Regions from separate parts of the Capra hircus genome. Here region 2 is linked to region 1. A link is a contact called in public Hi-C data. All regions are on one chromosome and are shown on one strand. The core of a region is the stretch at or near the end of the contact, and the rest is flanking DNA. Distances in the headings are between cores, read along the strand shown.

Region 1 (6,229 bases), core at 2,714-5,213:
GGATGACAGGAGCTTTAACTGAGAAAGAGAGTTAGCTCTTTAATTCTTTAGTTAGAGTTAAAAAAAAAAAAAAAAAAGGCTTGGTTCCCTTCTCCATTACAACCCATATGCAGGTGGTCGACAAATTCTAGCAAGTTTACCTTTGAAAAGTCTCTGGAATTAGGTTGTGTGTGTGTGTTTAATAGAAGTACTTATAACCTCTTGGCTGGAGCAGGGTAATACCTTCTTATCACTCTCTGCTTTTAAGGGTTCTTTTCTCTAATCCATCAACTTCCGCAGATGTTGCCAGCTACCTTTCTAAAATGAAAGTGTTATGGCACACATCTCTGCCTATAAAAAATTACACAGTGATTCCCAGTCATTCAGAATAGTGGTTCTTAACCACTTTTTATTTCTGAGTTCCTTTGAAAATCATTTGATAGCTACAGATCCAGGAAAATGATTTTGTGTGTGTGTGTGTTTATCACACAGTTTTCATACTTTGGGGAGCAGGGCATTTCATGGCCCTAGGGTTTAATTCGTGATCTCTCAGTTAAGAAATCTTGATTTAGAGAGTAAAGTGCATGTTTCTTCCCAGGCTGTTGTTAATATTTTGTGATCTTCCTCCAGTCTGTCTTCATAGATTATTCATTTCTGTACACACACGCACACATACATGCATGCACACTTTTTCTGCAACACATTAACCAGCATTGTCCTGACATGCCAATTTCTTCCATTCTTCTGTCTTTGCAAGTATTATTTACTCTTTTCAAGAATGTCCTTACCATTACCCTCCATCTGCCCAACATTTGCTTGTTAAGGCTCATCTCAAATATCAGGTTCTCTGTGAAAGCCATCCTCACCTTTCCTCCTTGACAGACATAGTAAATATGGAGGAATTATAGTGACTGAGACTTGCAGAGAAACCTTCCCTTTGGAAGGGAAAGGTATGGATAAGGATGGAAGAAGGAAAATTCTAGGAGAGAGTTCCTTACTCATAAGAGATATTCCTCCTCTTAACCTCCGTGAGCCTCAGTTTCCTAAGTTGAATGTAATAATATTTATCTCAGGGGGCTATTAAAATAAATGAAGAATGTCTCAATCCCTACAGCACCTCAGTCTTTATGCAGGCAATTCCCTTCCTCTGGTCATTGGGTGGCCCCAGGATACAGGAGCAAACATCTTCGGAGATCCAGTACTCTTGGTTCTTAATAAAATGTCTGAATGGAAAACTAGGCTGTAAATCTAGTAATACAAGATTGCTTGAAATCCTTCTGCCAAAATTGTGGTAAGGTGTGTGTTGTAAGCTACAAGTTGCTATGCTAATATTTATATTGTTACAGGCATTGCTGCTTTTAAAAGGCCAGTGGGTCTTTGCTATTAAAGTATGTGATGCTTTTTTTTAGCTAGTCAGTTGCTGCTAGAATAGAGCCCCATCTTTCGCAAATTAACACTTATGGTTTTCACTGTTCGGTGAATGACTGGGAGGGTGTATAACCTGATAATTTGTAATTTTGCTGGGCACATATTGGTCCTAGTCTGCCACTGGTAGGCACATTTGTTATTCTCTGGATTTTTTTGTGTAGAAATTTTTGATGCGAGAACTGTTTATGCTGCAGGAGGCAACTTGTTCTGGTGATCAAAGAGAAGTAGAAGACAGTACATCTAGAAAGAGGAATTTGGAGTAAATTGTAAGATTCTGTGGTGGCTTAATAAATTCATGATGTAAAAGAGTCTGCTTTGCAACTTGCAAATAACTAGAGATTCAGTTCAGTTCAGTTCAGTTGCTCAGTCGTGTCCAACTCCTTGCAACCCCATGAATCACAGCATGCCAGGACTCTGTCCATCACCAATTCCCGGAGTTCACTCAAACTCATGCCCATCAAGTCAGTGATGCCATCCAGCCATCTCATCCTCTGTCATCCCCTTCTCCTCCTGCCCCCAATCCTTCCCAGCATCAGGGGCTTTTCCAGTGAGTCAACTCTTCGCATGAGGTGGCCAAAATACTGGAGTTTCAGCTTCAGCATCAGTCCTTCCAATGAACACCCAGGACTGATCTCCTTTAGGATGGACTGGTTGGATCTCCTTGCAGTCCAAGGGACTCTCAAGAGTCTTCTCCAACACCACAGTTCAAAAGCATCAATTCTTCGGCGCTCAGCTTTCTTCACAGTCCAACTCTCACATCCATACATGACCACTGGAAAAACCATAGCCTTGACTAGATGGACCTTTGTTGGGAAAGTAATATCTCTGCTTTTGAATATGGTATCTAGGTTGGTCATAACTTTCCTTCTAAGGGGTAAGCATCTTTTAATTTCATGGCTACAGTCACCATCTGCAGTGATTTGGGAGCCCCCAAGAATCAAGTCTGACACTGTTTCTGTTTCCCCATCTATTTGCCATGAAGTGACTGGACCAGATGCCATGATCTTAGTTTTCTGAATGTTGAGCTTTAAGCCAACTTTTCACTCTCTTTCACTTTCATCAAGAGGCTTTTTAGTTCCTCTTCACTTTCTGCCCTAAGGGTGGTGTCATCTGCATATCTGAGGTTATTGAGATTTCTCCCAGGAATCTTGATTCCAGCTTGTGCTGCTTCCAGCCCAGTGTTTCTCATGATGTACTCTGCATATAAGGTAAATAAGCTGGGTGACAATATACAGCCTTGATGTACTCCTTTTCCTATTTGGAACCAGTCTGTTGTTCCATGTCCAGTTCTAAGTGTTGCTTCCTGACTGGCATATAGGTGTCTCAAGAGGCAGGTCAGGTGGTCTGGTATTCCCATCTCTTTCAGAATTTCCCACATCATTTCAGGGTTTTTAAGAATCATTGAAAGTCTGTTGGAGTAAAAAAAAATTAGTTATACTGTAATGTGCTGTATACTATAGTAACATTCTCAAATTTGAGGATATTTCAAGATGTCTTGGGACAGATCACTGTTAAACATTGAGGATCTGTTGTACTTGAAGTAATTACACAGGTACCCATTTGTTGAGGTTTATGAATTCAACAGGAATGTCTTTCTATCACTGTGTATGTGTATGTGTGTATATCTTCTTAATGAGACTTGTAAGATCCTGTAATTTAATAGTCCCATTTATAAGGACTGTCTTTTTATTGCCTCCAGTCCAAGCTTTTGTTTTTACTGTGGCAAACGTTGCCCTTTATACCACCTTCTCCAGACGCACTTCCTGATGCTTCCCATGACTCTTTTTCACATTTTACCCTCTAATTATATTGTACTCCACTATTGGCGGTTCCCTGAATGCCAGTGACAAAGGATTTCACTGTCCCTAGCCTTTGTACATGGTGTTTTCCTTTGTCATCATGTTTACCTAATGAACTTCTGTTAGAAGTGAAAAGAGAGAAACCAGATATTTTACCCTCTACCACTCCCACATTTCCACAGTGCTTAAACATCCAGTTAAGGATTAGTAGGAAGAGGGTGATTTGGCATTGTAGAAAGCACCAAGGATTAGCAAATAGAAGGCTTGTGTTTAAGAGCTACCTGTCCCTTTAATGATGTGAGCTTGGCCAGATCACATGACCTCCCTCCCATTAGATTGTTGTCTAGCTGTAAAATCAGGAGATTGGAATAAAGCAAAGGGTTAGCAAACTCACCCACTCCTTCTTTCCTTTACTTCCATTTTTCTTCCCTCCCCTTTTTATTCTTGCACATTTGAAGGATACAGTGGTTTCATGTTGCTTTATAGTAAATTACTACAGCAGTGATTCTCCTAGGGAGTTGGAAGGATAAGGGCATTCCCTGGGTTGAGAGGGGCAAATATTAAAATAAAGGAAGACCTGGAGCTTTTGAATGTACTCCAAGTGGAGATCTCCAAAGTACCTTTCCACCTCTTAAATAATGTTCATCTGTGTTATTCTTGGTAGTAGGTAGCATGAGGCAGAAATATTTGAGGGTTTATGTAGCTTAGTTCCAGAACACTGTTCACGAGATCGGTTCTGGCTCTGAGGTTGAAAGTGACACTAAATAAATGGCCACTAACGCCATCTATTGGTGGAAAGAGTTATACTTTTTATTGGAAACGTACCTTATTCTTTGAAATTTTGCAAGTTGAAGATTTTGGGGACTTCCCCACTGGTTCAGTGGTAAAGAATCTGCCTGCAGTACAGAGACACAGGAAATGCAGGTTCAATTCCTGGGTTGGGAACATCCCTTGGAGGAGGAGATGGCAACCCACTCCAGTATTCATGCCTGGAAATGGACCGAGGAGCCTATTGGGCTGCTGTCCATGGGGTCACAAAGAGTTAGACCTGACTGATCATACACACACTATGAAATGAAGATTTTAAGGCCAAGAAGGTTTTGTATAACTCGGAAGAACTTGTAGGATTCCCTCCACTTTTTACTTTGAAAGACTTTCAAACCAAAAAGAAAATTATGAGAGTAGTAAAGAAAGCTCCTGTTTACCCTCTATACAAATTCACCAATTTTCAACATTTTGCCCTGTTTACTTTGTAATTGATTTATTTGTCCCTCATACACACATATATGCTGTTTTTCTGAAATATTTGGGATTAGTTTTCATACCTCATACTCTTAATACTTCAATTATATTTCTTAACAGCAAATTTATTTTTTTATATAACCACAATATAGTTATTGAATATAGGAAACTGATACAGTACTTTGATTTGCAGTCTGTATTCTGGTTTCTGAATTGCCCCCAATAACGTCTTTATAGCACTTATTGTAGTCCAGTACAGCGGGTGTAGTTATCATGTGTCTTGGTGTTTTCTTTCATTTGTAATGGTTCCTCGGGTTTTCTTAGTGTCTCATAACAGTGGCATTTTTAAAATACTGCATCTGTAGACCATACTTCAGTTTAGGTTTGCCTATTTCTTTGAGATTAGGTTCAGGATATGGGTGAATTTAACTCAGATGACCATTATATCTACTACTGTGGGCAGGAATCCCTTGGAAGAAATGGAGTAGCCATCATAGTCAACAAAAGAGTCCGAAATGCAGTCTTAAAAATGACAAGATGATCTCTGTTCGTTTCCAAGGTAAACCATTCAATATCACGGTAATTCCAAGTCTATGTCCTGACCAGTAACGCTGAAGAAGCTGGAGTTGAACGGTTCTGTGAAGACCTACAAGACCTTTTAGAACTAACACCCAAAAAAGATGTCCTTTTCATTATAGGAGACTAGAATGCAAAAGTAGGTAGTCAAGAAACACCTGGAGTAACAGGCAGATTTGGTCTCGGAGTACAGAATGAAGCAGGGCAAAGGCTAATAGAGCTTTGCCAAGAGAACGCACTGGTCATAGCAAACACTCTCTTCCCACAACACAAGAGAAGACTCTACACATGGACAACACCAGATGGTCAATACTTAAATCAGACTGATTATATTCTTTGCAGCCAGAGATGGAGAAGCTCTATACAGTGATCAAAAACAAGATGGAGAGTTGACTGTGGCTCAGATCATGAACTCCTTATTGCCAAATTCAGACTTAAATTGAAGAAAATAGGGAAAACCACTAGACCATTCAGGTATGACCTAAATCAAATCCCTTACGATTACACAGTGGAAGTGAGAGATAGATTCAAGGGATTAGATCTAATAGACAGAGTGCCTGATGAACTATGGAAGGAGGTTCGTGACATTGTACAGGAGACAAGGATCAAGACCATCCCCCAAAACAAGAAATGCAGAAAAGCAAAATGGCTGTTTGAGGAGGCCTTACAAATAGCTGTGAAAAGAAGAGAAGCGAAAAGCAAAGGAGAAAAGGAAAGATATACCCATTTGAATGCAGAGTTCCAAAGAATAGCAAGGAGAGATAAGAAAACTTTCCTCAGTGATCAGTGCAAATAAACAGAGGAAAACAATAGAATGGGAAAGACTAGAGATCTCTTCAAGAAAATTAGAGATACCAAGGGAACATTTCATGCAAAGATGGGCTCGATAAAGGACAGAAATGGTATGGACCTAACAGACGCAGAAGATATTAAGAAGAGGTGGCAAGAATACACAGAAGAACTGTACAGGAAAGATCTTCATGACCCAGATAATCACGATGGTGTGATCACTCACCTAGAGCCAGACATCCTGGAATGTGAAGTCAAGTGGGTCTTAGGAAGCATCACCAAGAACAAAGCTAGTGGAGGTGATGGAATAGTGGAGAGCTCAAAGCCAGTTGAGCTCTTTCAAATCCTGAAAGATGATGCTGTGAAAGTGCTATACTCAATATGCCAGCAAATTTGGAAAACTCAGCAGTGGCCAC
Region 2 (6,229 bases), core at 2,087-4,586, 190 kb after region 1:
CTGCCTAGAAACAGTAGGCTGTAGCTGGTTTTTGCCTGATTTCTAAAGGAACAGCTTGTTAAACATAATAACGTCAGATGAGAAATGCAAGGGAAAGGAAGGTGGCAAGTTTGGCCCCAGTTACCCGGTCACTGCCTGTTAGGGGCAGTCCCCTGGGTGCATGGCCCCTCAGGCGCAAGCAGCCTTTGTTATTCCCCCAAGGGCCTCCCGGGAGCAGTCAGATCCCCGACCCCATTCTACTCTTCAGATTCAGCATTCAGGGAGCAACAACTATGTACTGAGAAGCATGCTAGGGGCAGGGGACATGTAGATTAGTAAAACACAGCTTCTGTCCTCAGAAGATCTGGTCTCCTCTAAGGACAACTCATAGTAGGGTCTGATGGGGCCAAGGGGGGCCATGGCAGTGACCCCAGCCTCTCTCTCATCCTGTCATCCACAAGCTTCACCTCTCACTCCGGGGAGATCCCAGATATGTTTTCCCCCGGTCACAGCTGAAGTTGCAGCATCAACACCTGTATGTGCTTTTGTCTCTCTGGGGCACCCAAGAGGAGAGAAGGTAAGGGTAAGTTGAAAGGATCTGTTTTATTCCCTGTATCTATTGTCTCTACTTGTCAAATAAGTCAAGTTCAGAAGGGCCATATGTTTTTTGGAAGGAAGGGCAAGGCCCCAGAGAGGCTGGGGACCCAGGTGTGCTCTGCTTCCATCTGGGAGGGGCAGAAATTCCTCCACCAGAAGCAACACAAGTTGGGTGGTAGAAAGTGAAGAAGGCAAGGCAATTATTCCTGGAAGAAGGAGGAAGTAGAGAAAGAATAAGAGGTTCCAGGCAAGGGTGGATTTAGCATGAAGCTAATAAAGCACAAGCTTCGGGCCACCTCACTGGCAAGAACATGGGAGAGCCTTTAGCAACTGCTTAAAATGTATAAAACTTGAAAAAAGGAGGTATATTAACCATTATCAATTAAGACTATCATCTTAGATGATTGATATGTATACACTGGGAAAAGTTTCCCTCTTTGAGTTAATTAAAACATCCATCACCTAAAAAAATAAAAACTATAGTCTTTTCCCACTTTGCCATCTCTTGGTCACACTTGGTTTCATGGTGGATGGTGGGCTATGGGCTGGCTTTGGAATGCTATCAGCATTTTTAGTATCCAAGGGAAAATGGAGCCAAGAGTGTATTGTATATACGTGATTTGCAGTGACTTCCTGGTATAGTTAAATAATTTTTAGCACCTTTTCCTAGTGTAGGAATGGCTTGTAGGCATGTTCCTAGTGTCTACTCATGACAAATGACCAAAGGCCATATTACAATATGAATATGACCTCTGTACCTAGTACCAGAAGTAGGTGGGAAGTGTGAGAGAAACTACGTTCAAAATGTATAGAAATCAGAAGCTAGTTTGTGGAAAAATCCCTCCAGTCATCATAAATCTATAAGACGGTCGTTTGATTGTTAGTAATGCAGTTTAATCCCTGGGTTGGGAAGATCCCCTGGAGGAGGAAATGGCAACGCACTCCAGTATTCTTGCCTGGGAAATCCCATGGACAGAGGAGCCTGGTGGGCTGTAGTCCATGGGGTCACAAAGAGTCAGACAGACACAACAGGGCAACTGAGCACACACACACAATATCCAGTCTAAGTTTTCTTCTGTGGAGATTCTCTCTTGTCAAGAATATACTTAATAATGTAGCATATCGCAACTTTAAGCACACCATGTGTTTTCCATCTTTGTTGGGACTGACAAATAGAATATATGAATTCCTGAGTTTGTGAGCATAAACTAGTAGCAATATTACATAAACGGCTGATCAGCTGTAGTAAAGACTGAATTATCTTTCTGTTCTCTCTATAGAAAATGATATTACAAATTGCTGGCAAATGAAGCGCTTGTCAAAGAGTAGGCAGGCAAAACACCTGGAAAAATACTATAGAGGTGTGGTGCTGCTGCTGCTGCTAAGTCGCATCAGTCATGTCCAACTCTGTGTGACCCCATGGACGGCAGCCCACTAGGCTCCCCCGTCCCTGGGATTCTCCAGGCAAGAACACTGGAGTGGATTGCCATTTCCTTCTCCAATGCATGAAAGTGAAAAGTGAAAGTGAAGTCGCTCGGTCATGTCCGAGTCTTCGCGACCCCATGGACTGCAGCCTATCAGGCTCCTCCGTCCATGGGAGTCTCCAGGCAAGGGTACTGGAGTGGGTTGCCAGTGTCTTCTCCAGAGGTGTGGTGGGTGGTTAATAAAAAGGTTACTTTTCTGGATTTTGTGATACTTGTGCCATTTGTTAGCTTTTTAAAATTTATAATTTGATGTCATCTGTTTTCTCAACCCAAGTAAATATTTGTTTCTCATTCTAAGGAAAATAGCTCATTCTAAGTAAATATTTATAAAATTGGGTTTACAAATATGATTTTGTGTTTGTAATTTTATATTATTTTTCTTAAAATGAGCCCTAAATGGTGAAAGCTTCAGACCCACAAAGTCTAGATCTGGGCCTCGGCCTGGATTTGAAGGTCAGTCTTGCCCTTCAAGTTTCCCTAGGATCTCTAGCTCACTCCTCCCCCAAGGTCTCCTGCAAGTCAGTCAGTCAGTTGTGTCTGACTCTTTGCGACCCCATGAACTATACAGTCCATGGAATTCTCCAGGCCAGAATACTGGAGTGGGTAGCCTTTCCCTTCTCCAGGGGATCTTCCCAACCCAGGGATCAAACCCAGGGATCAAACTCAGGCCTCCCGCATTGCAGGCAGATTCTTTACCAGCTGAGCCACAAGGGAAGCCCAAGAATACTGGAATGGGTAGCCTATCCCTTCTCCAGTGGATATTCCTGACCCAGGAATCGAACTGGGGTCCCCTGCATTGCAGGCGGATTCTTTACCAACAGTTTGAGCCCAAGGAACCCCTTATCCTCCAGAAGCAGCAGGGTCTGCCAGCCAGTGAGACCTGTCTTTGCCGTATTAGGACGGCCTCTGGGGACTTTCCTTCAGAAAGCCCCCTCTGGCAGGGTGGTTGGCCGTCGTGTGAACACATGCCATGCCCCTGGGGTAGAGTGAGCCCCACCCCCAGGCCTTGTGGCCTGGCTGGAGGCCCCACCACCAGCGCTATCTGAGACTAGGAGTCCTGCAGTGGAGGCAGGACCAGCAGCTTGGGGCTGGCTGCCGCTGACCAGAACCCCCATGTTCCTAAAGGGGATGACACTCCATCTTCCTAAACTGGCATATTCTGGGCTTTTCCCCTCTTCTGGCATATCTTCCCGCCCAGCCCATGGTGCCCGAGTGAATGCCCACTGTTTTTAAATTAGTCAGATAGCATGGAGCCAGCCTGCGCAGGGCATCTGGACAGAGCCCCGTGGCCCCTTGTCAGTGTAACACCGTAACTGTTGTCTTCTTCCTCACCCGGACCATCGGGTCCCCCCAGCCACGCTGCTCCAAGCCGAAGGGGAGTTTTCTGTTTTTCACAATTAGCCAGAACTCTTCTGCAGAAAGACGTAACAGAGAGCTCCGGGGTCCCACCCGGCTGTGCCCGTCCCCACCCGGCTGTGCCGATCCAGGCATGAAAAGACACTGACCCCGTGTGGCCACTTGTGGACGTGCAGCAGGAGGGAAAAGAAAGGAAGAGAGGCACTTGTGAGGTCTTTTGATCCTTTGACCTCAAGCAAATGACCCTTCCAGGCCCTCCCTCATCAGCTGAGCTTGGTCCCCACTCATGGCACAGGACCCCTGCCCAGAGCCAAGCTGTTCATCCCTGATGACACGTCCCCATCCCGCACTCAACTCTGTGTTAATATTGGGCTGTAGCTTCACAGGACATTTGAGCTCAGTGTGGGCAAGAGAGGTGCCATGGAGGGGTGGGCATGGGCCATTCAGAAAGGGTTTTGACAGACGGAGGGGAGGACAGTTCTGCTCCCCACCCTCAGGTCCCCAAAGCATAGCGGCTTACTTAGTGAGGAATCTGCAGACTCCCGCACACCTGCACTCCAGGTGAGGGAACTGGCCTGAGCCCAGGCAGGCAGGTGGGGAGCAGGCATAGAGGGCTGGCCAGAGGAGCTGCCTTTCAGCAAAGGTTCCAGGATAGGTGGGGCACTGAACTGATTTCTCTAGAAGCTGAGTCTCCAGCCCCAATTCTGTGCTCTTTCCCTGACCATAGGGCTCTCTGAAAGTGAAGAGGCCTGAGGGCCACCGTCTGGGCTAGGGGAGGAGTGGGTGTAGAGCTAGGCAGTTGCAGCATTCTGATGCTATTTGAATTCTGAACATATCAAAATCAGACTCTGTTTCTAAATATTCACTCTTCGTTTGATGCTGTGATCAAGGTGCTGTGAAAAGAAAGTGTCATGCTTGGGAGAGATGAGGAAAGAGGCTCAGAAAAGTCAAATAGCTGTGTCTCGAGTCAAGACCACTCTGTAAGAAGCCAAGCAGGGGGTTGAAAAATGAAATGAAAATATAACATAGGCAGGGCTGTTGGGCTCCAGAATCCACGCCCAGCTGCTGCCCCCTGTAGCTTCTAAGGAACAAAAGCCTGACTGGTTTTTGGAGCTCCCTCCTCCCCAACTTCAATCCACTCTCCCCTTGAGGTACAGTTATCGCCTCACAGTCAAATCTGATCACCTTGCTCCCTGCTCAGCGTTGTCAGCAGGTCTCCTTTGGTGTCAGGGTAAAAGCTCCAGCCTTTGCTTTAACTTCAGAGGCCTTCCTGACCTCTCCCCTTGCTCCAACCACATAATTCCCCTCTAATTTCCAGCTGCACTGCCCTTAGGCAGTCCCTAACCCACTACCTCTCAGCCCTATGTGCAAATGAATCCCCTGGGGACTTTGATAAACTGCAGATTCTGGTTCCCTAGATCTGGGGTGGGGCTCTGGATTCTAAACTTTTAACAAACTTCCAAGTGATGCCAATTCTGCTGGTCCACAGACCATAGGTGAGTGTCAAAGTGGTAAACTTGTCATATTCCCCTCAGCTTTGACCCCTGCACAAACTATTCCTTTGGTCTGAAACGTTTTCCCCTTCCTGTCTTCCTCCTGCTCTATCGCGTTGTTATTGTTGTTGTTCTGTCGTTAAGAGACCCCACGGAAGCAGGTCAGGCTTCGCTGTCCTCAACTCTCTCCTAGAGTTTGCTCAAATTCATGTCCGTTGAGTCAGTGATGTTTTCTAACCATCAGATCCTCTGCAGCCCGCTTCTCTTTTTGCCTTCGATCTTTCCCAGCATCAGGGTCTTTTCCAATGAAATGGCTCTTCGTATCAGGTGGCCAAAGTACTGGAGCTTCAGCTTCAGCATTCAGTCCTTCCAGTGAATATTCAGGTTTGCTTTCCTTTAGGATGGACTGGTTTGATCTCCTGCTAATCCTACTCCTCCGTACATCAGGTTAGATGCCACTGCCTCTAGGAAGCTTTCCTGCCCACTTTGAGGCTAGTTAGGGCATGCCTCATCTATTAGAGCTGCAAACAGATAACTGAAATGGGATCTGGGGTTGGTTTTTAAAAACACTCAAGAGAAAAAGTGAGATCAGGAGATAGATGAAATAAGGATGACAGAATATTGATCCCTGTTGAAGCTGGGTGATGGATACTTGAGGGTTCATTGTGCTCTCAACATTTGTACATGTTTGGAAGTTTCCCCAAAAAAAACTGATTAAAAAAAACCCAAAGCCTAGGTTAGGAGCCTCTCCCATGTGCCTCCTTAGCTTGTGCCCCTGCCTGTCCCCAACCTCACTCTAGCATCGACCCCACGGCACTGTGAGTTGCCAGTTTTTTTAAGGGCCAAGATTATACTGTGTTTTGTTCATTTTTGTACCCTGGCCTTTGGCACAGTCATCAACACAGAGTAAATACTCAACATATTTTTGTTAAATGGCTGAATGAAAATCCTGCCAAGGTGATAGAAAGCAAATTGTTGAAAACACATGTTGAAACAAAACCGTGAACTATTGTTCTGCCTTATGTAGAGCTGGTTTGTGTCCACTCCTGGAATCCTCTGTGAAGTCCAGTGTGTCTTGGGAGAATCAATTTAAATGGTGAAGCAGAAAGAAAATTTAGACCCAGGACCTCTTTAGTGTATAGGAGAGAAGAGTAAATATGATATGATTCAAAGCTGTTGAAACAGAAATAATATAGGTTCATTCATTCAGTTATCAAATATTTGTTCAGTGTCTGAGCATAAGATTTGTCTGTCATGTTAGAGACACCTCTTCTCAGAGTAGCTATTTGCATGAGCTTATATGAATAGTTTTTTTAAAAA

Evidence for each region. A called contact is a pair of places that touch in the nucleus more often than the background predicts.
Region 2: a Hi-C map of blood shows a contact between it and region 1, with 4 times the contacts expected there. The contact joins two enhancer-like sites. A contact is called at or near these places in 3 of 5 Hi-C or Micro-C datasets (all in blood).

The regions. Positions count from the first base shown.
Region 1 is chr16:58,754,933-58,761,161 of ARS1.2, forward strand. All of the region lies in intron 1 of RALGPS2 (ras-specific guanine nucleotide-releasing factor RalGPS2), which reads left to right. Among named protein-coding and RNA genes, the nearest start is that of RALGPS2, 27 kb to the left of the region's middle. Within about 2 kb of position 3,964, at least 1 of the 5 cell types and tissues checked has an H3K27ac peak or open chromatin away from gene starts, as enhancers often do.
Region 2 is chr16:58,945,620-58,951,848 of ARS1.2, forward strand. No RefSeq gene overlaps it. Among named protein-coding and RNA genes, the nearest start is that of FAM20B, 31 kb to the right of the region's middle. Within about 2 kb of position 3,337, at least 3 of the 5 cell types and tissues checked have an H3K27ac peak or open chromatin away from gene starts, as enhancers often do.